Regions from separate parts of the Mus musculus genome. Here regions 2, 3, 4 and 5 are each linked to region 1. Evidence: chromatin contacts called from public ChIA-PET, Hi-C, HiChIP or PLAC-seq and promoter capture Hi-C data. All regions are on one chromosome and are shown on one strand. Each heading gives the region's core, a stretch centred on a gene start, on an enhancer-like site or on the middle of the called end of the contact. The rest is flanking DNA. Distances are from core to core; before and after follow the strand shown.

The links. Hi-C and Micro-C count contacts between places; a contact is called where the count stands out from the background. ChIA-PET counts read pairs in DNA pulled down with a chosen protein or histone mark. HiChIP or PLAC-seq counts read pairs in DNA pulled down with a chosen protein or histone mark. Capture Hi-C pulls out chosen DNA fragments and counts their contacts.
Region 2: a Hi-C map of muscle stem cells shows a contact between it and region 1, with 2.4 times the contacts expected there. The contact joins the promoter of Clybl here to the promoter of Pcca in region 1. A contact is called at or near these places in 4 of 484 Hi-C or Micro-C datasets (the G1E-ER4 cell line, muscle stem cells, pre-megakaryocyte-erythroid progenitors and 1 more) and 3 of 115 datasets of contacts at active chromatin or transcription factors (embryonic hindbrain, kidney and memory CD8 T cells).
Region 3: an H3K4me3 HiChIP or PLAC-seq map of the 230-238 cell line shows a contact between it and region 1, with 13 read pairs. The contact joins the enhancer-like site here to the promoter of Pcca in region 1. A contact is called at or near these places in 1 of 484 Hi-C or Micro-C datasets (nephron progenitors) and 8 of 115 datasets of contacts at active chromatin or transcription factors (the 230-238 cell line, CD8 T cells, the SCID.adh cell line and 4 more).
Region 4: a contact with region 1 is called in a promoter capture Hi-C map of adipose tissue. The contact joins the promoter of Tmtc4 here to the promoter of Pcca in region 1. A contact is called at or near these places in 6 of 484 Hi-C or Micro-C datasets (CD4 T cells, the G1E-ER4 cell line, LSK cells and 3 more), 1 of 115 datasets of contacts at active chromatin or transcription factors (extraembryonic endoderm stem cells) and 3 of 9 other capture datasets (adipose tissue, liver and pancreatic islet).
Region 5: a contact with region 1 is called in an RNA polymerase II ChIA-PET map of memory CD8 T cells, with 53 read pairs. The contact joins the promoter of Ggact here to the promoter of Pcca in region 1. A contact is called at or near these places in 4 of 39 promoter capture datasets (hippocampal neurons, liver and neural stem cells), 4 of 484 Hi-C or Micro-C datasets (embryonic stem cells, granulocyte-monocyte progenitors and liver), 2 of 115 datasets of contacts at active chromatin or transcription factors (embryonic stem cells and memory CD8 T cells) and 3 of 9 other capture datasets (adipose tissue, liver and pancreatic islet).

The regions. Positions count from the first base shown.
Region 1 is chr14:122,531,421-122,535,882 of GRCm38.p6, forward strand. It overlaps Pcca (propionyl-Coenzyme A carboxylase, alpha polypeptide), which reads left to right and starts at 2,908. Exons shown (of 24, transcript NM_144844.2): 1 at 2,908-3,039. The coding sequence starts at 2,947.
Region 2 is chr14:122,179,790-122,184,241 of GRCm38.p6, forward strand. Clybl (citrate lyase beta like) reads left to right here and starts at 1,905. Exons shown (of 8, transcript NM_029556.3): 1 at 1,905-1,992. The coding sequence starts at 1,937.
Region 3 is chr14:122,850,063-122,855,043 of GRCm38.p6, forward strand. The region is part of intron 21 of Pcca (propionyl-Coenzyme A carboxylase, alpha polypeptide); the gene reads left to right. Among named protein-coding and RNA genes, the nearest start is that of Gm46488, 58 kb to the right of the region's middle. Within about 2 kb of position 2,624, at least 45 of the 459 cell types and tissues checked have an H3K27ac peak or open chromatin away from gene starts, as enhancers often do. A contact at or near this core is called in the 230-238 cell line, CD8 T cells, the SCID.adh cell line and 2 more, where this site is marked.
Region 4 is chr14:122,981,970-122,986,415 of GRCm38.p6, forward strand. Tmtc4 (transmembrane and tetratricopeptide repeat containing 4) reads right to left here and starts at 1,314. Exons shown (of 18, transcript NM_028651.3): 1 at 1,203-1,314.
Region 5 is chr14:122,910,753-122,915,751 of GRCm38.p6, forward strand. Ggact (gamma-glutamylamine cyclotransferase) reads right to left here and starts at 2,413. Exons shown (of 3, transcript NM_145466.2): 1 at 2,349-2,413. It overlaps 4930594M22Rik (RIKEN cDNA 4930594M22 gene), which reads left to right and starts at 2,278. Exons shown (of 2, transcript NR_155287.1): 1 at 2,278-2,540. It overlaps Gm46488 (a long non-coding RNA gene), which reads right to left and starts at 119. Exons shown (of 2, transcript XR_001781477.2): 1 at 59-119.

The DNA.
Region 1 (4,462 bases), core at 1,658-4,157:
TATGTGTGTGTCCACATACATAAATATATAAATACAATCTGCTCAGTCCATTTAGTATTACTTGTATGTATATGGTTTTAGGGCTGTCCAGTTGGTAGTGTGTAATTTAATAGGATGCTCATCTCTAGAGAAAAATGTTTCTCCTACTCCCAGCATTCCTTAATTTCCTATAATTCTTTGTCTTTTTATGTTAGCATGTCTATTGGCATTCGTCTTGTTCAGGTCTTTTTTTAGGCAGCCATATTGTTGAGGTATGATGAGCTAAGCCTTTCTGTTATTTCTAGGAGATACAATCTCAAAGAAAATTTTCTGGTCCTCTCCTGCTTTTAGTGTCTTTCTGGCTCCTCTTTTTTGATGCTCCTTGGGCTGTATGTACAAGAGTTATACTATAGATATATCAACTGGGGATGGAAACGGTGTTAAGATGAATTCCTATTATTAGTTATTATTATTGAGTTTATCATCCTTACATGGAAGTGAGGATTCTCCCATTCCTGTCTCCAAAGAATTGGGATTACATGTGTGCTCAACCATGCCCAGCTAAATTGGTAATTTTTTAAAATTGAAAATAGATTCTTCTCTCATAGAAGACATTCTGATTACAGTTTCCCCTCTGTCCAGTCTTCCTAGCTCCGTTGACGTCTCCTTTTCCCCAGATACATTCCCTCTCTTTTTTCCCTTCAGAAAAGAGCAGGCCTTCAAGAGACAACACTGGGGCTGGAATAGTGGTTCCGTGGTTAAAAGCACTGGCTGTTCTGCCAGAGAACCCAGGTTCAATTCCTAGTACCCACATGCTAACAACTATCAGTAACCCCAGTTCCAGAGGATCTGACACCCTCTTCTGGCCTCCATGGGCCTCTATATACACATCATAGATAACACATGTAGGCAAAATATTCATATACCTAAAATAAAAATAAGTAAGTTCTTAAAAAAGTAAAAGCCACATTTGAAGCCATGCATATAGAGGGCTTTAGCATAGTGGGTTACACAGCTGTGGACTCGAGCAGCTTAGATCTGTCCCTGTTCTGCTGGCTGGGTCTTCACTTTCATCAATCAATCTTATCTGCTGTAGAGCCTAAGGCAAGTGTTAGCTTACAGAGTCTAAGGTTTGAACCATTCAGAGCTCCCTCTGGAGTATTCGCTACATAGTATTTTATCTATTCCCATTATCTGAAGCAAAAATTAGACTTTGTAGCCGTTTAGTCTTTTGGGACACAAAGAGTTAAGTTTATCCTTAGAAGTAGCTTTCCGAACAATAGTGGTTACAATGTTGCTTGTTCTCGTAGATTATAATTAAACGGACTAGCTAGTTATATCAGTCTTAAGGACAGTGGTAATTAAAAATTTCCCCTTTGCTTCCATGAAAATAATTGTGGACAGAATTGTGAGGGTGGGGTTGGAGCTTTCAACCATATCTGAGAACTTTGAAAATTGCCATAATCGGATTAATATTCTTATCTAGTAAGTTATTACCAGAATGAGAGAGTCTCTTTGACATAAAGCTCCAAGAATCTCCTATGGTTGCTCTTCAGGGACAAAGTTGAGAGCAAGACAGGCATTTCATGGGCTGCTTACAGGGATCTTATCAGTGTTGGAGAAATGGCTCAACAGTTAAAAACACTGATTCCGGGGCTGGCGAGATGGCTCAGTGTGTAAGAGTACCCGACTGCTTTTCCAAAGGTCCAGTGTTCAAGTCCCAGCAACCACATGGTGGCTCACAACCATCCGTAACAAGATCTGACGCCCTCCTCTGGTGTGTCTGAAGACAGCTACAGTGTACTTACATATAATAAATAAATAAATCTTAAAAACAAAACAAAACAAAACAAAACAAAAAAAAAACCAAACCACTGATTCCCAGTACCTACGTGGTGGCTCACAACTGATGTAACTCCAGTTCTAAGAATCTGATGCCCTTTGACCTCTGCAGGCACCAGGCACACATATGGTACACATATAGTCATGCAGGCACTTATACACAAAAGTATACATAAATAAAAATTACAATTGGATATTATAATTTTTCTTCAATGTATTTACTTGTACTTCTCAGATGGAAAAATTATTTGTGTGTATATGTATGTGTGTACATGTGTGTGTACATGACATGCATATGGAGGTCAGAGAATAACTTGTGGAACTTAGTGCTTTCCTCTGATTTAGGTCCTAGAAATCAGACTTAGGTCCTCAGGCTCCGTGATTAAGTCCCTTTATAGAGCCAAGTAGTTTCTATTACAGGCCCCTTTCACTGAAGGAATCTTTGCAGTAAAAACAGGACTTTAAAACTACAAACTAAATACAAAGATGGTGATGAAAGTAGCAAGAGGGAAAGAGAAGGGAAACTGGGTTTCCTGACTAGGAAAATGCCTCTGGCGCTGGTGAAACAGGTAATTTTTGCTACTTATGTTCCTACTTTGGTAAGAACTTTCAGTTTCTCAGCCAATCGCAAATGTTGCGAATTGTCTTTTTGGCTAGACCTCTACATGTTGCAGCCTGGCTTCCTGACTGTTTTAAGTTAATTCTGTAGGACAGGCGAAGTAAGTGAGCACCAGTCCTGATACAGAGATGGTTATTGGTGAGATCTACTTTAAAATATCCACCGAGAAATTAAAAGGAGCATGGATGCACCCGATTGGCCAACGTTGGTTCTTTGGAAGCCAAAAGCAGGCTCCAGTCAGCTTTTTCAGCAGTAGGGGAGTTGGACTGGCTGCTGGAGCGCCTTGGTCGGCTCCCTCCGGGTCCTAGTGCGGTTCTCATCCCATATGCGTAAGCCCTAGGCGACCGGCTCTGCGCCGCAGTCGGACCAGCTCCCTCCCAAGCCTACTCGCCAGGGGGCGGAGCTTAGAGCTCAAGGCTCCTGATTGGCCGTCCCGCGGGCACTCCCCTTCCCCGCCCCTTGACGAGGGTGAGAGGTCAGCAGCCGGCAAGTCTGCGGGGTGGACGATGGCGGGGCAGTGGGTCAGGACCGTGGCGCTGTTGGCGGCCAGGCGGCATTGGCGGCGGTCCTCGCAGCAGCAATTGCTGGGGACGCTGAAGGTGAGCAGAACCGGGCTCGCGTGGGCCTGCTTGCTCCGGGTTCCCAGGCGACACCCGCGGTTCATCCCGGCTGCCCCAGGCCCGGGCCCTGACCAGGCTGCACTCACACTCTGTCCTGCCACTGGGCATCTCTTGAACGCGCATATCCGAGGGACAGGCTTAAGTGGTCCGAGCTTTACCTGCACTCCTTCGGGATGGCCTTCGGGCTTGCATCCCAGAGTCTCGCGGTGCTGGTTTCTCCTGCAGCTTTCTAGAGAGCCCTTGTTAAGAGTCCACATGTTCTTTTGCTGTCTTTGCAACGACTTTGAAGGGGCATCATGAATTGCTGTTTGAATAGTTAAGGCTGTGAGTTTGAAAATACTGTGCTAAGTCAAGATTGTTAACAGAGCACACGTGTGACTTGAAATCCTGCTTAAACTGTATGACACCATTGTAACGCGTGAGAAATGCACCGTCTGAATTTATTTTTCTTCCTAAGAACTGCTTAGCCTGATTAGAAACTGTGGTTCACCCTGGATGTCATGGTGACATTTTGACTCACAGATTGGGAATTCGTGTTAACCTCCTTTCTCCTTCCATATGGGATATATTGAATGCCTTGCCAGCATTGACTTCCCCAACTTTTAAAGTACACTTACTAATTCACTTGAGCAGATTTCTTAAAAATGAATGACCCCTGAAAACCCCTTGAAAGCTGGTTGAGTGTGCCTGCTAATCTTCCCTGCCGTGCAATCATGTGTAGTGCTGTGTGCACCTGTAATCACAGCATTGGAAAGGCTGAGGATTGTGAGTTTAAGGCCAGGCTCAAATCCTTCCCTATCTCTCAGTAGAAAAAGTTAAAAATTTATTTTCTACAGCGTTTGGTTTATGGTCATTGAAATTTGAGTTGATATGATCTGCCTCTTTTAAAAAATTTTTTTTTATTTTTTATTTATTTATTTTTTTGAGAAACATGTTTCTCTGTGTAGCCCTGGCTATTCTGGAACACTCTGTGTAGAGCAGTCTGGTCTCAAAGCCACAGAGATCTCCCTGCCTCTTGACTCCTGAGTGTAGAGTGTACTGCTGTGCTCAGCCTTTTACTCTTTTTAAGGAAATGCAAACAGGCCCACTTAGGCAGTGTGAGCTGGAAGGTTCTCCCTTGTGTCAGCCTTGAAAAGTTGGCTCTCATTGTTCTTTGTAATGCCACACGGATTTTGTTCCTTAACTTTTATCATCCTGTAATCACTTAATCTTCATTTGCTCTTGCTAAGACTTTTACACATTTTCTTATGAAATTACCTGCAGTGAGAAGGTAAGGTCTTTGGAGTCACATTTTCTATATTTCTTCTTCTGTGGGGTTTGTTTTCTTGAGACAGGACCTCACTTAGCCTAGCTTGGTCTCAAATTTGCTGTGTACTGGAGGAAGATTTTGGTCTCCTGGCCC
Region 2 (4,452 bases), core at 655-3,154, 350 kb before region 1:
AAAGTTATTTAAATGTTACAGCAAACAGTGAGGTTGATCAGATATTTTCAGCGGGCGAATCCTAGGAGGTGTTCTGTAGAACCAATACAAAGCTAGATAGTATAAGACAAACAATGAAGGTTAATTGAGTTTTCACGATAATTACAAGGCCATGTGGTGAAAATATAACTCACTTCTATCTAGGACAAATGTATTTGTGAAACAATGCCAAGATTTCAGCCACTTAGGGCCAGGGTGTAGCTCAGTGGTAGATAGAGCTCCTGCCTGCCTGGCTGAGGCCCTAAATTCTACTCCCGAGTATATTATTAAAAAAGGCATTTAGGCCACTTAAACCTGGGCCCAGGAGGTTCTCAGATCCCTGAAGTTTTATGCCTGCTCTACTTTGCCCTGAAGTCTTTCACCCTCCCAACCCGTCTTCCCCCACTACCTCCCCTCAATCCCTCTGACCCCCTCAGGTGCAAAACTTGCAATAACTCTTTTGTGCATGTAACTGACGCCTTACGTGACTTTTATTGATAAATAAAAACTCAAGGCCGGGCGGTGGTGGCACACACCTTTAATCCAAGTACTTGGGAGGCAGAGGCAGGCAGATTTCTGAGTTCAAGGCCAGCCTGGTCTACACAGTGAGTTCCAGGACAGCCAGGGCTATACAGAGAAACCCTGTCTCAAACAACAACAACAACAACAACAACAACAAAAGTTTTAAAAACTCAAACCCCCAGACCTGTGTTTTTACTGGTGGATGGATGGCCATAGAGAAGTGTAACAGGACAAAGAGTGTGATCTAGTATCTGGAGACAGACAAAGCTTGCCTGCTCAGTCTCTTAGTACAAGATATAGATGTGTAAATTAGAGATGGAATGGGTGTTCCTGATACTGCTTTGTCTCAGGCTCCATTTTGGCGGAACAGACTGGGGCCCGCAGTGGAGACAGGAAAGTGGGATGGTCCTCACTGGGTGCAGGCAGGAGAGGTCCGGGTGGGTGTGAGGGGGCCTCACAGAGGGTTTGAACAGTCTGCCCTGTTGGTATCATAAACTAAGCGATAACTCAGTCTTGCAGATATTCGGCATCTGTGCTGCCACTCTGGCTACAAAGGACTTCTGGGGTCTTTTGTTTTTGTTTTTCGGGACAGGGTTTCTCTGTGTAGCCCTGGCTGTCCTGGAACTCACTCTGTAGACCAGGCTGGCTTCGAACGCAGAAATTCTCCTGCCTCCCAAGTGCTGGGATTAAAGGCGTGAGCCACCACGCCCGTCTGGGGTCTATTTTTTAATCCAGCTTCCGACAACGACTTTGAGTGTCAATTCAGAACAAACGGAACGTAGTGACCACCAAAATCAAAACTGCAGAGGTAGAAGACAGAGGAATGGTGGAGGGTGGAGAGTGGAAAGGACCAGACACTAGGTAGGGCACCACTGGATTAGGAAAGACGACCGATGGCAGCTTCTCTCAGTTTCCGGAGACCCGCAGGCATTGGGAAGGGGCCTGTGTGGGTCCCAAGCCTGCACCTTTTCAGGTAGAGCCCATTTGCTTTGACCACTTTTAGCTTATGCACCATCGCAGGCTCACCGACTGTGTTAGGGGCACGTTGATAATAAAAACAGCAAAAAAGCCCCTCGGAAACCTAAATCTTCTCTGCCAGAGAAAACCCAAGTTTCTCTAACTCGTTTCAGAAGCGGGCGGAGCATTGGGTCACCAAAGCCTCCGCGCAGAGCCGCGCAGGGCTCGCAGAGGATTGGAGTGGCTAACGAGGGCGGGCGTGGTTTTGGAAAGAGAAGCGTTGCATGGGGCCTCGCCAGCAGAAGCAAGGTGGGGCTGAGTCTGGCTGGACTGGCCTGGGCTGTGGCAAGCGGGGGGCCGGGCTAAGCCTGGTAGGGCGGGCGTGGCCGAATCCAGCTAGGCGGGGCGAGGGCGGGGCGTAGGCGGGCCAGTCGGGAAGATGGCGTTGTGCGTGCTGCGGAACACGGTTCGTGGAGCGGCGGCGCTGCCCAGGCTGTGAGTTCAGGTTCTCTGTCCCCGCCACGCGGCGAAGGCGGTAGCCAGAGTGGTCTCTGGAGCCTGCATGGGCACTCTAGCCCGATACCTCTGTGCCTCCGGTCCTTGACCTCTGCCAAGGTCGCTGCGGCTGCTGCCTCCCAGTGGGAGGGCTTTGCGTGGACCCGGGCAATGGGTACAAACGTTACTGGGTTGGCAGGGCTGTCAGCATCTGGCATGTACCGCGCTAACTTAGGGGCGCTCTGGAGTAGCTGAGACGCTCACCCCACCTATGTGAAGCACAGTGGTTCCCAAATGTTGTTCTCTGGACCCACTTACCCAACCAAGAATGACTGAGGGTTCCAAAAAGCTTTTGCCAAAATCTGCTCATGAAAAACACTGAATTTTTTTTAGGTGAAAAGAGCATATATTTTGAAGTTTTCTTTGGTTTAACAAGAGACTTTAAGTCTTACGTCATCAGCTTTGGAGTAGATATTTGAAAAGAATTCCATGACTTGGGGAGTGGAGGCAGGAGGACGCAGGTTAAAGGCTACACTTAATCTACATAGCAAGTTTGAGGCCAGCCTGGCCTACATAGCAATACTAGTTGGTAAAGGAACTGTAGATTGTCACAAACAGTGACCCTCCCTCATGACACTTGCCTATCTGTTAACTGCACGTGTCCTGAGTTCTCCTTTAAGGTGTCTTGCCTATTGTGAGGAAACAGGATCAGAGACTGTCTCAAAGTCCCACGGAGCGATGGAGCCAGAGTTCACAGTTTAGCGTTTTTTACATCTTTTGTGTTGTGCTTCATGATTTACCCCAGACCCATGACAGGACCCATATGGTCTTAGGCACCTCATTTTCTCATCTGTGGCCTTGCACCCTGGCTGGAGGAAAATCACTCCTGGAACCTGAGTGGTGGTAAGGGAGGGGTCCTGGGCCAGCCCAGAGATTCCGTTTCTGAAGTGTGAAAGGACCAGTCCTGACCGCACACAGTCACCACTTCTAATAGGCTTGGAGCTTAGTGTAAACTCCTTTTTATCACCACCACCCTGCCCCCCATACCATGCATCATCTCTATCAAGGGCAGGTACTTGGCTTTAGTGAGCCAATTGTGCTAGTGTGGTCCTAGTAAACCCACCAGAGGATGTAAGTGCTGTCTGGGACCAGTAGGCTACTTCTGGAGGCTCCTTGCTTATTTTCAGAGTGTCTGAACCATTGCTGAGCACGCAGGGGCCATTCAAGACCAGAAATCCTGATCCCTGTTTCTGACCCACCAGCGTTTGCCCTGAGCTCTAGACTGTCATGTTATTCATGCAGTTCTCTGTGGCCATGCTGGATGTATATGAATTACTCCGCTTTCAAGGAAGGGAGCATAACTCACTTGACAGAGCCAAGAAATATAGATGGGAACACACACACCTATCAAAGTTGCTACATAGAACCATCTGTAGCTATTTCTCAAGCTACACATGAGTCCTTAGGACGCTTCCAGGTCTAACACATCACTCAGGGAGCAGTCTAACTTCTTCCTGAGGCTTGTCAGTAAAGCACCGGCCCAACTGTAAGGAAGCTCCTGCTGTCTACCACGCAGGCACTTAATTGTTCAGTCCTAGCAAGCATATGATTTATTAGCCCACACCCATTGGGAAGATGTCCACCCACTAGAAGACAGTGCTTAGACTCCCTCCAGCCTCATGGGCTCCATTTATTCCTAGAGTTGCTTAGGTCAGCACCCTTTTCTTTCTTCAAAGCCCTTTTGTATACAATTGGTGCTTTTCTTGGTCTGCATTCTTTCCAGGTACCCTCTACCCAACAGACGATTTAGTTTTTACATTTACTTTATTTAGTGTGTGTGTGTGTGTGTGTATGAATGTTAGCACGAACATACTGCAGTTTATGTGTGGCGGTCAGAGGATCATTTTCAGGAGTTGATTTTCTTCCACCCTGGGCTCCAGGGATGAAAGTCAGGTTGTCAGGCCTACGTAACATATAGTTTTATTGCTGATCCATCTCATTTAGAGTGTCAAAGAATTTGAGCCATACGGTGTATAGTCTTTTTAGATTGGGTTCTTTAACAATAGGCATATACAATTCCTTCATGTCTCTCATGACTTAATAGCTCAGTTCTTTGTATTGCCAAGTAGTATCCCATTGTGTAGCTATACCACAGTTGGTTTAGACAGTTCGCTGTTGAAGGATATTTTAGCTGCGTCCAGTTTTTGTTGACTGTGCAGAAGTCTTCACATGCGTTTGTGTGTAGACATAATTACTGAGGAATGTGACTGTTGAATTGTCTCAGAAGGCTGTGCTTAGCTTTATGAGAAGACGTCACAGTAGCTGCACCGTCTTATCTGTGAACGAGTGTGTTACTCTGCTGACTCATCGTCTGTCATTGCTGGTTAAAGAACATTCAACAATTCTAACCGGTATGCGGCTGTGGTATCTTGTTTTCGATTTGTTTGAACCTGAAATCCC
Region 3 (4,981 bases), core at 1,374-3,873, 320 kb after region 1:
TTTGAGAGAAAAGTAAAAGAAAGTTCCTCACTTAATAAAATAAGGAGAGACAAAGTTACCAGGGGAGGCCGTTGGGATCTGCGGTAGAAATGAATATTCTCTGGTGCTATATGTCTCAAAGTGCAAATTTTAATCATTAAATGTTTTGTAAGTGTGTGTGTGTGTGTCCTTACAAGGTTTAGCACTGTCAGCTTCAGGGACCCACTGGGTATTGTGGACCTGTTTTCAGGGCATGAGGGAACTACTGTACTAATATCTTGGAATTATACCAAAGATAATGCATGTATTACCTAATGTTTCTAATAATGGGATTAAATCGTGACCAAATCATCCAAATTTGTCTTTGTATTGTGATTTCACTTGGCTTACTCCATAATCTTCATTGTTAGCAAGAGATAAATTTGGCCTAGACTGATATTTTCTTGAATTCACCGAAAGGGGAACAAAAGAGCAGGGGTGAAAAAGGCATCTTTGACTTTTATAATTTTTAGTCCATCATTAAAAGCATGACTTGCTCTATGATCTGAAGAGACGCCATCTAAGTCTCTATATTAGGAACAAAAGTGAAGCTTCCAGGGAAAAAAAAGAGGGGATGGGGGAGAGCTTAATCTGCATCAGGCCTTTGATGTATTTCTAGATTTTAAGAAGCTTCCTGCCGTTCCTGGCCACTCTGAAAAGGCTTCAGCCATGTGCTGTCCAGGCTCTGGCTCTATCCATCAGCACACTCTTTGTTGGACTGCCTTCCAGCCTCAGTGATGCCTGCCATCATACCTAACCTGTTAACCACACAAGCTGGCTCACTGGGACTTTTGTTCTCATTGCGTATTTCCCACCTAAAGACTGTGAAGTTAATGATGGATTTGAAGAAATTAGCTGTCAGCCTGTGAGTTTTCTTTTGAACTGTTATTGGTCCATCCACAGCATCTTATTGAGAAGTATTAGATGATTGCTGAAACCAATCTTAGCCCTGAGTCATGAATTGGAAAATATTGGAGATAATTTTGTTTTGCTTTGTTTTGTTTTGTTTATCAAGGCAGGGTTTCTGTGTAGCCCTGGCTGTCGTAGAACTCACTTCAATTTAGAGTAGACTGGCTTCAAACTCAGAGAGCTGCCTGCCTCTGCCTCACAAGAGCTGGGATTAAAGGTGTGCAACATCACACCCAGCTGATTAATCCCAGCTGATAATTTGTTTTTAATTTAAAAAATGAAGACATATATTCTTGATTGTTTGACATTTAAGATATGCTTTTTCATTGTGTATGGATGCGTGTGTGTGTGTGTGTGTGTGTGTGTGTGTGTGTGCACTTACGTGCATATTCATATGCAGATGCATACCTTCACAGAAGCCAGAGGTCAAAATCAGTGTGTTCCTCCATCATTCTTCTGTTTATTCATTTATTTTTTGAGACAGGATCTCTCTCACTGAACCTGGTAGTATTGATTGGCTAGACTAGTGAACCAGCAAGTCCCATGGGTTCTCCTGCCTCTACCTCCCTGACCCTGGAATTATAGGCATTACAACACCAACTTTTTGGTGGATGTCCCAGGGAATTCATACTCAAGTCACCATGCTTGACAGCAGGATTCTATTCCCTGAGCATCTCCACGGCCCTTATTTCATTTCTTTTTCCATAGCTCTGTGATGTGAAGGTGTGCCAAACTGTGACAGAACAGCAGGGGATATGCACATCTCCTGTACTGTAGGGAATCTCTGAGCTAGGTCTTGCTGCTTTTTCCATCTTGGGACATGAGTCCAAGAATGCTGTAGCACTTTGTGTCAGTGGGTTTCCTAGATAAAGAACAACAATATGGGTCTCAGTTTCACAAATAAAATCCAAGAGGAAAAGGAAGTAATTGATTAGCAGTGGTCACTGTGCTGAGGAGGATAACCTGCCTTCAAAGACTTATGTTTTGAACTTCATAGTATGTTTAAGAAATAGTTTACTTCAAAGGCCCTCACCACAAGAAAATGGGCTGTTTTCCTGCTATTCTTGTTCCCTGGCTCAGTATTACTATAAGTAGCTCATATCCGGCTCTGTGGTCTCAGGTGGCCATTGTGTTTATGATCCTCAGGCTGAAATGGCAAGAACTCTGGCCCTATTTTAAGTCAGTAGCAAATTCACACTGTTTGACATGAGTCGACTGAGGTTCTCACGAAACACTTGACTCTCTGACCCATGTTAAGGAAAATGCTTAGATACATAGGGATTATGGCCTCCCAAAATAAAAAACTAAATTTACCAAGCCAGGCTTAGACAGACTCACCTAGTGTACCTGCCGTCTTGATGCATTGTGATAACTTCTGCACTGCCACTCTAAATTTCCAAACAATGTGCTCAGAGATTAAAAACCTGACTGGGTTACCAAGACCTCATTGGAAGTGTTTGAACTTGCCCTTTCTTGTATGTGGGTGTATCTGCATATGTAGAGTTTTCTAAGATGCCACTCTTACTATTGGTGACCTCTACATAGTTCCAAATTTACAGACAGGAGTGGGAAATGACTTCCACTGAAATTGTTCACACATGGGCTGTTTCCATCTGAGGCAGCTCCCAAGTGATTCTGTGGGGAGCCCTTCAGAGAGGCCCAGTGTTCAGCGCTCTGCCTACTTAGGCTTGGTGGCACTGCGTTTCCTTCCTGCCTATCTGATGCATTCTTTGATTAGATCTAGGTTTGTTCTGAGAAATGCAGGCCTGTGGTGATTTCAGTTTCACACTGAATTCTCCCCTCATTCTTCCCCTCCTGTCCTCCCTTTCTCTTTCCTGTCTCACAGTGGAAGCAGAGGGAGTGAGGACTGAAAGACAGTGAGTGGTGTGGTGTGTTCAGAAGGGAAACACCAGCCACTCATGGCTTTCTCGACAGCAGTAAGGTCATGGGGCCTGGTGCCGTGTGTCTGTCTGTCCGTCCACATCAGACACTTTACTTCAAGCACTGGCCACACAGCAATCTTTTACTCTTGCACTCCTTGCCATCTCTTGTATTTACTGTACTAACTTGCTTTGGCAGCACTCGTGACAAGACAGGGCACTTCCTAAATTTCTAGTTAGGTCTTCTGAGATCTATCCCGTATTTGAACCGAGCTGACAGCCACATGCAGACTGGCTGCCTGAGTAAAGTTCAAATACTTCATAGGTCAGGGCCTTCGGGGGAGCCAATCCATAGAGATGACCCATGGTAGGAGTTACAAGAGTTAGCACTCCTCTTCCATCTATGCTTACAATGCTAAGGATTCTTAAGGAATTGTTTTGTTTATATCATTTGCAAGAAATTCATTCACATTTTCTAAACATACTGTCAGGATATACCTTTAGGAAAGACTGGTCACCCAAGCCCTTAGGAAGGCATTACAGATGGATACATGTTGTTGTGTCCATGGCCACTGTTTAGATCATGCTCTCCCTGCAACCATTCCTTCTGTCATTCCCAAGAGGGGAGTCTGATTGTCCCTCTCCGTTTTTTCTCACCTAGATGTTGAGGGATCACTGGAAAGTCTAGGGTTTGCTGTCCTCAAGTTCAGTTAGCTAATAGCAGAGGTAGGAAGCAAAGCTCGTATACATATGCATACTGCCTTCTCAGAGGGCTCCACGTGGAAAATACTGGGACCAAAGCCTATTGTGGCAAAAGACTGTATACTCCTCACAGTGTTTCCATTCAGTCCATAGACAGCAGGGTTTTCATAAAGAACCGGGGGAGTTCCATGTAACAGAACAACATCTGCAAGCCATTGAGATTGTGATCAGTAAATTACCATGGAAGGATGCAATATGGACCTGAATTGTGACATGAAATTAAGGCTGGGGTGACATATATAGGATACTGCACATGCAGGCACACACACACAGAATGCTGAACCTAGGATACTAAACTTAGAGTGAAAATCCTTCATGCTCCTGTGTTGATCATCTGGTCTTTTTGGAATGGGCAGACATTAGGCATGCATCCTATAACCTGCTAGAAAAATATATAAACATATTAAACAAATGAGTTATGTTGCCTAAATTATCTGAAATAGAAAATATTCACAAATGAGAAAAGGAATGAAAGTAAGGTAGAAGCCTCAGCAACGCTGATAACTTATCTGTGCAGTAGAAGCAATTAAGGACCTGAGGATGTAACTTTACAGAGCTAGTAATCATCAGTAAAGTGCCCAAAGAAGTAGCTTCTGTTGCTTTAATTGAGTGGACCTCCAGATTGGAGATATCACACCCCAGAGGTTTGATTTTTGGGGATGGGGAGTTATCTGTATCAAATCCTGTTATAACAGGGAAAACAGAGTCACTAAATGGGACACCCTAGGTTTACAACTTTAACTCTATTGGCTATAAATTTGCACACAATTCTAAGAATTGCTGTTAGTGCAATTAATGTAGCAGCTTCCCCCTAAGAGGAACTCACTTAAAAAGAAACACTGTATCTTACATAAATTTATATAAGTAGTAGGTTAAATGAAGTCATAATTTTTCTTTTTCCACTTCCCAGTCTTTACTAAGTCAGTGTCTAATTTGAATTTCTGAGAGAGAATGTAGAAAGCTCTTCTCTAAGTTGTTTTGGCCACATAATCCTTTCACCTTCTTTTTATTTATTTTTTTAAACAGTTAATTATTATTTTTATGAGACTGGGTTTTGCTTAATGGTCCTGGTTAGCCTGGAACTCACTAGGAGCTGGCCTCAAGCTCCTAGAGATCTGCTTGCTTCTGCCTGCTGAGGTCTGGGAATAAAGGCTGGTGCTGCCATGCCCAGCTACCAAATCCTTTCCATTTAGTGGACAATATTATACTCAAAATTCTGTAGAGAAAAAGCTGCTGTGGGAGTGTGAGTACAGGCACATGTGTGCCTTGGGGACAGTGTGAAGGTCAAAATATAGGTCAGAGGACAGCTCGACAGTCAGTTCTCTGGTGCATTTTGTGGGATCTGACTCTGAATCTTGTCCTCAAACTGAGGACCAGGGACTCTACCAGCTCAGTTACCTCCAGGGCCCTGT
Region 4 (4,446 bases), core at 64-2,563, 450 kb after region 1:
CATTAAGGGCAATGCATCCAGGGCCAGTTGCCCTTCAGGATGGAGGGCAACCTTGCCTCTAGAAATCAGATTAAATAATGTGATAGTTTCTGACCACCCGTATCTGGCACGATGCAGAGAGAGCTAGCACACATTGTGCTAGAGGCAAAGGAGCCAGCCATCCTCTGTAGTGATGGGCCAAAAGCAGAGTAAGGTGAATCCTGTTGTGACCCATCTTCCTAATTCAAGAAGTGGCTGCCCATCTGAGGTTTCACATTCAGAATTTCTGCCTCAGAAAGTTTCCACTTTGCTAGCATGTAACCATTTTCCCACCCAGGTGGGCGAGCATACCTCACTTTGCCCCAGTTCCACCTATAGTGCACAGCTTTCGGGGGATGCAGGTACAAGGGGCAAAAATGGTTCCAGTCAATCCTTACTATAATTCTCCCCATCCATCTGTTCACGGGGAGAGAGCAAAGTGTGGATGATTCAGTGGAGATATCTGTCCTCTAACTCCTCCTTTCTTTTGTGTGTAGTTATAAAAAGAAAGAAAACACAAACAGCCCACAGTCACAACATCAACAACCCAGACTCCCCGTGGAGTTCGCAGGAGGTGAGGCGGTTGCTACACCACCTGCTTGGCTCCCCCAACTCCTGGCAGCCGTTCCAGGCTCCCAGGCCAGTGGTACCAGCTTTGCTCCACAGTTGAGCGTAGAGTAACTGGCACTCCTGGCTCTGCTGGGTGGCTCTCCGTGTAACCCTGGGCGGGCGGCCAAGCTACCCGGCTGTGTCCAGCCGTCGCCCGTGCCTTGGCCAGCTGGCGACCAGGCGCGGGGACCCCGCGGCCAGGTGGCCGCTGCACCCGGTGGACTCCCGGGTTACAAAGCTGTTGCACGGCTGGGTCAGACAGTAGCAGGCAAGGGTCTGGCTCGGCGACCTCGGCCGTAGCAGGGCAGTGCCGGAGCTTGAGCTCGGGGCGCGCACCCTTACCGCGCGCTCTTTGTCCGGGGTGCGGCTTCTACCCAGGCGCAGACCGCCCGGGGCGGCGTCCGCGGGAGGCAGCTCGAGTGTCGGAGCTAACTCTAGTAGAGGTGCAGAGCTCGGGCGCCGCCCCCGGGCCCCAGCGCAGGGCTGGCGGCTCAGCTGAGAGCCCGGGAGCCCGCGCCCAACTCCGAGCGCCCTGCAGCTGCGCTCGGCCCTCAGCGGGCCGCCCCGCGCTTTACCTGCAAGGAGCACGAGCCGCGATCTCATCTCCCCTCCCGCGTGCTTAAACTCCGGCGGCTCCCCAGCCCGCCGCCGCCAGGGGAGGGGCTGCCCTCCCACTCCCACCCCGCCGCGTCCCGCCCCCCGCCGCGCCGCTTCCCACTCGCGGCTGCCCGCTCCCGTCTAGTCCCGCCTCCCGCCGCGGGACCATCGGTTGCCCTTTCCATCACTCACGCTCTCCTCTTCCGCTTATTGGTCCGTGTCGGAGTGACGTCGGAACAGAGCGCTCGCCACGAAGGAGGCGCAGGGGCAGACAGGCTTTGCTGGGAAGAGAAAGCGCAGCTGGGACGCGAAGCAGCAGCGGCGGTTCCCGGGCCTGGCCGCTGTTCCCTGCGGATCCGTGCGTTCTAAGCCTATTCCTGGCTTGTCTCGCACGTTCCGCCGAGGGCTGTGGAATCCCTGCAGAAAATCTCAACTCCACGCTTCTTTCTGTCTGAAGTTGTTGAAGAAATGTCCCCACTTTCTCCCTTTGAAACGGGAAGTGACTTCCTCCTCCTAAGGCCGTGCAACCTCAGGACTGCGCCTCCTTTGGAGCAGTGCCATACAGTCACGACCACTAGGTGCTACACCTCCCTCCTGATGGGAAGGTCACCCACTCAGTTTCCACTCCTAGTACTTATTTGTGCTGCCACCTTCAAGAGAAAAAACCTTTGTACTTTCCACTACCAGACTTACAGACCTCAAACCTCAATGACCTCCGACCCTCCTCAAAGCATCAGTCTCTGATCTGTCTCCCTCTTTGGAGTGGAGTCCGCATCCTCAGCACCAAGTGACTTCCAAGCTTTCCTCTGCTCTATGTGTCACCCTGCCTTTCGCTGCCCTTCATCGCTGAAGCAGAGTGCTTCTCCCCTCCCCCACCCCCACCTCCACCCCCAACCACAGCTGTTTCCAACTTCATTCATTTGGCTTTCATTCAGGGAAACTGCATTTGCCAGTCACCTCTGCTGTCTTCTGCCCTTACTAAGGCCAGAGGACATTTTGCTTCCCAATGCTACCTCATCTCACAATTTCCTCCTCCTTAAAATGCCCTCTTCTTTATGCCTATTGCCTTTTCTCTCTCCTGTCCCCCTCCCCCACCCCACCCCCAAGTCTATTTGACTGGCTTGCCTGCCCTGAATGATCGCTAAGAGTTTTAAAAGCCTCATCCTTTTCTCCTACTCCACAAATTTCCCTGTATGATTTAATCTGCTGCCAACACTCCAATCAATACATTTCAGATTTACACTTCTTTTCCTTGCTTTCTCGGAGTTCAAACCTATTTATCTAGTTCCCCACTTAGCTTCTCCCCTTGTATATGCCACCACATCTCAAATAGTAAGACATCCGTCATGCTTTCTCTGCCTTCCTTCTGGTGGTCTGTGACAGCCAGAGTATCACAAACCAAAGTCGGCTTTAGTCCTGGCATCTAATGAATGGTCAAGGTCCTGATTTATAAGTGCCTCTACCTTTATATGCCTCCTCCACCAACTGACTGATTGTTAGGAATATAAGTTTAAAGAAATTGTGTAACTTAGTAACAATTTTGTGCGACTTGCAATAATGCAATGTATGTGAGATAGAAATTGCCCACCAAGAGGCAGGCGGATTTCTGAGTTCGAAGCCAGCCTGGTTTACAAAGTGAGTTCCAGGACGGCCAGGGCTATACAGAGAAATCAATATCTCTAAAAACCAACAACAACAAAAACAAACAAACAAAAAAAGCAAGCAAACAAACAAGCAAAAAGAAACTGGCCACCAGGCAGCTCTGATAGGAGCCAGGCCACAATTACAAGCTCCAGGCTGGCCACCTGGCAGCTTGAATACAAGTCAAGTCCAGGACAGGTTTTACTAAGCTAATGAAATACTCCCCAAGGTAGACACTTCCTATGCTGGTCAACTAGTCACAATCTGTGAACCCTGATAGCACAAATCTACCATCTAATGAAGTAATACATAAATTGAAAGATTGGGAGTGGTCTCTACTCTAGGATCAAACTGTCCTGCTCCAGAGACAAGGCTTCTCTAACCTCAGTGTGGATTCCCATCAGCAAGAAGACTTGAGACTGTGTATGGCCCTGGCCTCAGTGACCATTGAACTTCTGGCACTGTGTGTCACTGGGCCCACACAGGCCTACCTGTGATGGCTCCTGGCCTATGCTCACAAGGACCTCCTAGGATCTCCTTCAGTGCCATCCCCAGCCTGCCACAGTTGAAGGACTTCATGGAGGATGAAGATCAAGCCTATGAGAAGATTTCCCTGTGAATCCGTCCCTGTACATGGTGTTTCTGCCCAAACAACTGCTCCTGCTCCATGATATGTCTAAGCGTGATATTATATTAGCATGGTATTATAATGAATGTTTGTATGAGTAAACAAAACATATTTGAAAGACAAATTTATGTAGACATCCTAATTGCCAAGTGCCTTTCAGCCCCATAGGCCATACCCTCCACACTACTACATGTACAAGTTAAGTAAACATTAGATTTGAAATTAATGTTTAATAGAGAATTTAAAATACTTTAAAGCCTTATAAATCATCAATTTTTACATCTTGGACTGAAGCTGATTTGTTTACAGCTTGGGGAGTGGTTATCAATTTTGGGTTTTAGGACATTTTAGACCAAAGCTGATTTGGTTATAGTTTAGGGAATGGTTATAGTGTTTGGCATTTAACATGTTGAGCTCTGAAATGTTTACATTTTAGGTGGATTCAGTTAGTGTGACTAGGGGTTTTTGTTGTTGTTGTTGTTGTTGTTAGCATTGTCTAAACTCCACCCCCACAGTTACCTGGCAACAGCCAGGTATGCTCCTCCCCACAGTTACCTAGCAAAAAGTCAGGTAGGCCTGACCCACTATAAAAAAGGATGCTTGCCCCCTCCTCCCTCTCTTGATCTCTTACCTCTCTCTTGTTCTTGCTCCCCCTTTCCCCATTCTCTTCCCTTTCCCCTCTCTCCACGTGCTCATGGCCATGGCCAGCCTCTGCCTTTCTCTGCCTCTACTACCCTCTTAACTCTCCTCCCCATGCCCTGAATAAACTCTATACTATACTTTCATGTGGCCAGTCCCTCAGGGGGAAGGGAAGCCTCAGCATGGGTCCGTTGAGACATTCCCGACCCCCCCCCAATACATCACCCCCACACCCTCTCCCCAGCATAGAACATAACCCCCTCTCTGTTTATCTTTTTATAAACACATCATTTTTAAAGTCTTAATGAGATCCC
Region 5 (4,999 bases), core at 1,163-3,662, 380 kb after region 1:
CTAGTGATTTTGTTACAGTCAAAGACCACACAACAACAACAGACTGAGTAGCCCTTACCTGAAACCCATGGGACCAGAAATTATTTAGATGCTGGAAGTTTTCAGATTTTGGGGTGACTTAATTGAAGAGTTAATGTCAAGCATTTCTAACATAAAAACCTGAAATACAAACAGTGTGAAATCCAACACTTTTGTCACTTAGGAAAGTTTTGGATTTCAGAGCATAACAAATTTCTGTATTAGGAATGCTCAACCTATGTACTGACACTAGGGCCACTGGAGTTCAGAATTTGCTTGAGACATTTGCCAGTTAGCATACGGGGAAAGTGACCAGAGATTCTAGTAAGGGATGGCAGACAACTCAGCTTCTGGAAGCCAATATATCCAACAGTATGTCACAGCCAACCAGAGAGTGGCACACCCAGCACATCTACTAGCTTCTTGCCTTAGGAAGCTGATGTTCAGGACACATTGTCATACTGGCAGTGGCTGGGTATTCTCTGTCAAGTATACCCTAGAAATGTGGACAAACCATTTTCTATTCTTATAAAGCAGATGTAATTATTTGAACAAATGCACAATGTCTGGTTGGTTCCTCTTCAACTCTCACTAAGCCTATCTCAAAATGTTACTTTTTCCTACTCTGTGGCTATGTAGAAGGCACTAGGGTCAACAGGAATGAACAACATAGGGTAGTTCTTATCTAGCTGGAGTCTGAAGTCCAGCAAAGAGTCAATAGCACATAAAAATTACCAAATAATGTGGCATTGAAACAGGTGAAACAGATGCCCAGCAAGCATACCACTAGGACAAAGAGGGGAGATAGATACCCATGGCTATAGGGGTGGGACAATACAGGGAAGCCTTTGACTGAAGGATGAGTGTTAGTCAAGATGCTGGGTGGTTATTGTTAGCTCAGAGTCTCCAAATAAAATTTCCAGTATTTACTGGCTTCAGATGGGGAATGTTCTAGAGAAGGCTGCTAAGATCATTTGATGTCGTCTTCCTATTGCTACCTTCCCATGGACCATGTCCCTCTTCAAACATGACAGCACTAGTCTGTAGGGCAGAGGGTCCTCTCCCCTAACAAGACCCTGGCCAAGGCCAATAAAGAGTCATCCCATGACTCCTTTTCAAGCTTTGACAGACAGAACTGGAGCTCTCAAAAGTTCTTACTAGATAAAGAAGAAACTTTTATTTGTTTTGGTTTTGATATTTTTTTGATGTAAGATCTTGCATATCCCAGGATGGTCTGCTTTAGCGTTCTGAGTGCTGGAATCACAGACATAAGCCACCACACCTGGCTTGATCCTGTACTTAAAAAAAATTAACCTTTGCAGGGTTTTGGTTTTGGTTTTGGTTCTGTACCACACACTGCCATCCACTAATGACCACCACAGACAGACGTCAGTCCAGCTCACCACTTCACACAGAAGGGTGAATTCTACCACTGAGCCACATTCCTAATCCCAACTTGGTCTGCTTATTTTCCAGTGCTGGAGAGCCAATCTTGGGCCTTTTGCATGCTAAGGACATGGTTTGTAAGTTCACTAGTTTAAATAAAAGGTTCAGTACAAAAAAAAAAAAAATCCACCAATTAACTTTGCAAACTAGCTTTTAGAGAAAAATGCCCTCTATTGTTGAAGTCTGGCCTGCTTACTCAGGGACTTCTCAGAGAAGGTTCAGGAAAATGAGGCCAAACTGCAGAGTTCCTCACTTAGCAAGCACTTCAGTTACAGGAAACAGACCAGGAGAAAGACTTCAATTAGAAGAAATCTTTTAACATAAATAAATGAGCTTGGAGTTAAGCTAAGTTAAAATACACGCACACCTCAAATGGGTTTTAAGCGAGGCTGTAACGTTATAACTCGTTGATTAGAGTTAAACAGCAATAATAACCACGGATAGAATCAAAGGGATGGATCGCCAAAGTTCCAGGCGTTTTACTACTGGTTCCAAAGGAAATCCAGATGTGAAACGGACCAACAGAAGTTGGTTTAGGATTCTTTTTCAGGTTTTGGACTCTTCACACATAAGTGACTCCTAAAGTAAAATTAAAAAAACATTTCTTTTGAAAACCGCTAGCCACATTCCCTTAGGATCTTAAGCTACCTGTTGGAGCTGTCTGTCCCGCGAGAGCAAGCATCAGCTCCGCTCCGGTAGCAGTCACAGCACGGGCCGCCCGGGCAGCTTTCCGGGGTGGGGGTGGGGGGTCAAATGCGCGCTCCGCCCAGCGCGTTCCGCCAGGCAGACCCATACGCCGGGACGCTAGCGGACATTCGCTGGCTGGTGACAGAGTCCCTAAGCCGCCCCCAGGCTCCCAGTCCCAGCCCGCCTCGGCGCCTCACCTGCAGCGGTCGGGGGAATCACGAGGAGCGCGCCCGGACCACGGAGCGGAAATGCCCAGCTGGGCGGGTGTCGCAACCAAACCGCCCCGGGCGGCGCTCCTGCTGGTCTCTCGCCGCTCCGCCCGCCCCGGCAGCGCCACGGAGCGCACCTGGCAGCGCGCACGCCACTCCCCATGTGCCGGAACCGCGCAGGTAAGAACCCGAAGCCACATTCCTCCGAAATGCAAGCAAGCAAGCTCCCCACCACCACTCCCACCACCAGACACGGGCTCGACTGCTCCCACCAGGTTCAGCTCTACATCACACATGCTTTGACTCCACGTTAGACCCAAACACGCCTAAGATTCACTACTTCAGAGAGACTCACCCCTTCACATAGACACTGAGGTGATGCTAAACTCAGATCTGAGGAAGGCTCCACAGGACAATTAAGGCATCGCATCTGCTCGTACATATCCCTACGGGATACAGGTAACTGTAGCAATTCTGCCTACTTACCAACTCTTTTTAAAATAAAACTTGTTTAGGAGCTAATGGAAGAACTAGCTTTCCCCTACATCCTACCCTTAGGACATAAGATGTATGAGAACCAAAAGCTGAGGGCAATTTTTTCTCTAGAGATCTTTATCATGGAAGGATGTTCCTATGGCAGAATGCAGGCAGGCGTGATGCTGGAGAGTTCTATATGTCCCTATCGGGATGTGAAAGCAACGTCACAGAGATGGTGAGACTAGAGACCCATTGTCTCCTCATCGAGACCCAAATTAACTATATGACTACTGCTTTTCCTTTCATCATTTCCCATCCCTTTGACTTTGTGTATGTGGAGTACTTGAAATCGTGTTATATTCTTGGTTTTCACGTAGCATCAAATGATGCTGAAGTGGTTGTATTTTAAATAGATGTCCAAGTCTACAAGAACCCTGAACAATCATCACATTTATAAACCACCAATTTTATAGAAAGAGGACCATGAGAAGGAAAATGGGGTCTTAAAGGAGGGCCTGGGAAGGGGAGAAACAGGGAGTAATAGGATTACACATGACATCAAAGATGGGCAGGGATGAGGGAAGGAGGCATGGAGAGAAGAACAAAGCAGTACTACGAAAGTCTCAGAGCCACTCATAATGCGGCAAGCTAATTTACAAAACTAAATCGTTGAAGAAGAAGGTTAAGGGTCTAAGTATGCTTGAAGTTACTCCTTTACCACAATCTCATTTTACAGTGGAGAAATCAATAAAACCAGTAGTGGTCCCATTGTATTTACTGGAAGCAACTGGGGCACAAAGTAAATAAGCAACTAATCCCAGGTTCCAGGTAAATATGGTAAAATCAGATTCATCTGTCTTTGATAGTCACTGAACCTTTAAAAATGACTTATGATATCTTAGTTAGGGTTTCTATCGCTGTGAAGAGACACCATGACCACAGCAACTCTTATAAAGGGAACCATCTAACTGGAGCTGGCTTATATTTTAGAGTTTAGTCCATTATTGTTATGGTGAGAAGCATGGCAGCATGAAAGCAGACATGATGTTAGGTAGCCGAGAGTTGTACATCCAGATAATCAGACAGCAGGAAGAGAGAGAGATACTGAAAGCCCAGCCCCTGTGACACACATCCTCCAACAAGGGCCACCTCCAATAATGCCACTCTGTGTCTATGGGGGTCATTTTCATTCAAACCACCACACAAGCAAGAAAGCTGACCCTGAGATTCATGGTCTTGTTCCAAAGTTCTTCCAACCTTATCACCTTGTTTGCTGAAAAGTAAATTCTACCATGCAACTACTTTTATCTATCTATCTATCTATCTATCTATCTATCTATCTATCTATCTATCTATCTAACTAGTGTATATGAGTATACTGTCACTATCTAAAGATGCATCACGAGAGGGTATCAGATCCCATTATAGATGGTTGTGAGCCACCATGTGGTCACTGGGAATTGAACTCAGAACCTCTGGAAGAGCAGTGGAAGCTTTTAACTGCTGAGCCATTTCTCCAGCCCTCCATACATACTTTATCAGAATGTTTTTAGAATTTTTTAAAATGTGTTTTGCTCTTATGTCTATGTATTACTTAAACTTCCTCATACTTCTGTGAAAAGTTTTATTTCCCATTTTACTAATGAAAGCTTGGTAGACGCAAAGAATCATCTTAGCATCTCATAAAAACAAGCAAAACAAACAAACAAAACCCCTCACCTTAACAAAGTCCAAGTATCTCAACGAGGCAATTCTTTTTGTAAAATGGGTGCACCAAGAACCAAACTAAGCTACTAAGCACACTAGGGCCAAGATGGCTCCCATTCATTATTTCAGGCGTAGGTGATGACTGAGTCTCATCCCATTGTTGAGAGAGAAGTCTCACACTCTGATATGATTGGCTAATCTCACAGTGGTGTTACTGAGAGTTTGCTACTGAGTTACCTTTGTAGAGCTGCAATCACAAGTTACCACAAACGGGTTGGAAATTTAGAATTTTAAAGTTGGAGGTAACCAGAATATATAAAAGTGGAAGTCTGTGATATCATTTGAAGTTTAGTGCTGTGTATGGGACCAAGTTGGGGAAAGGAATGGCATGTTTCCTGATGTCAGTCAGTTGGTGCAAGTGTAACAGTGAGGGAATGCTCCAATGGCATGACACT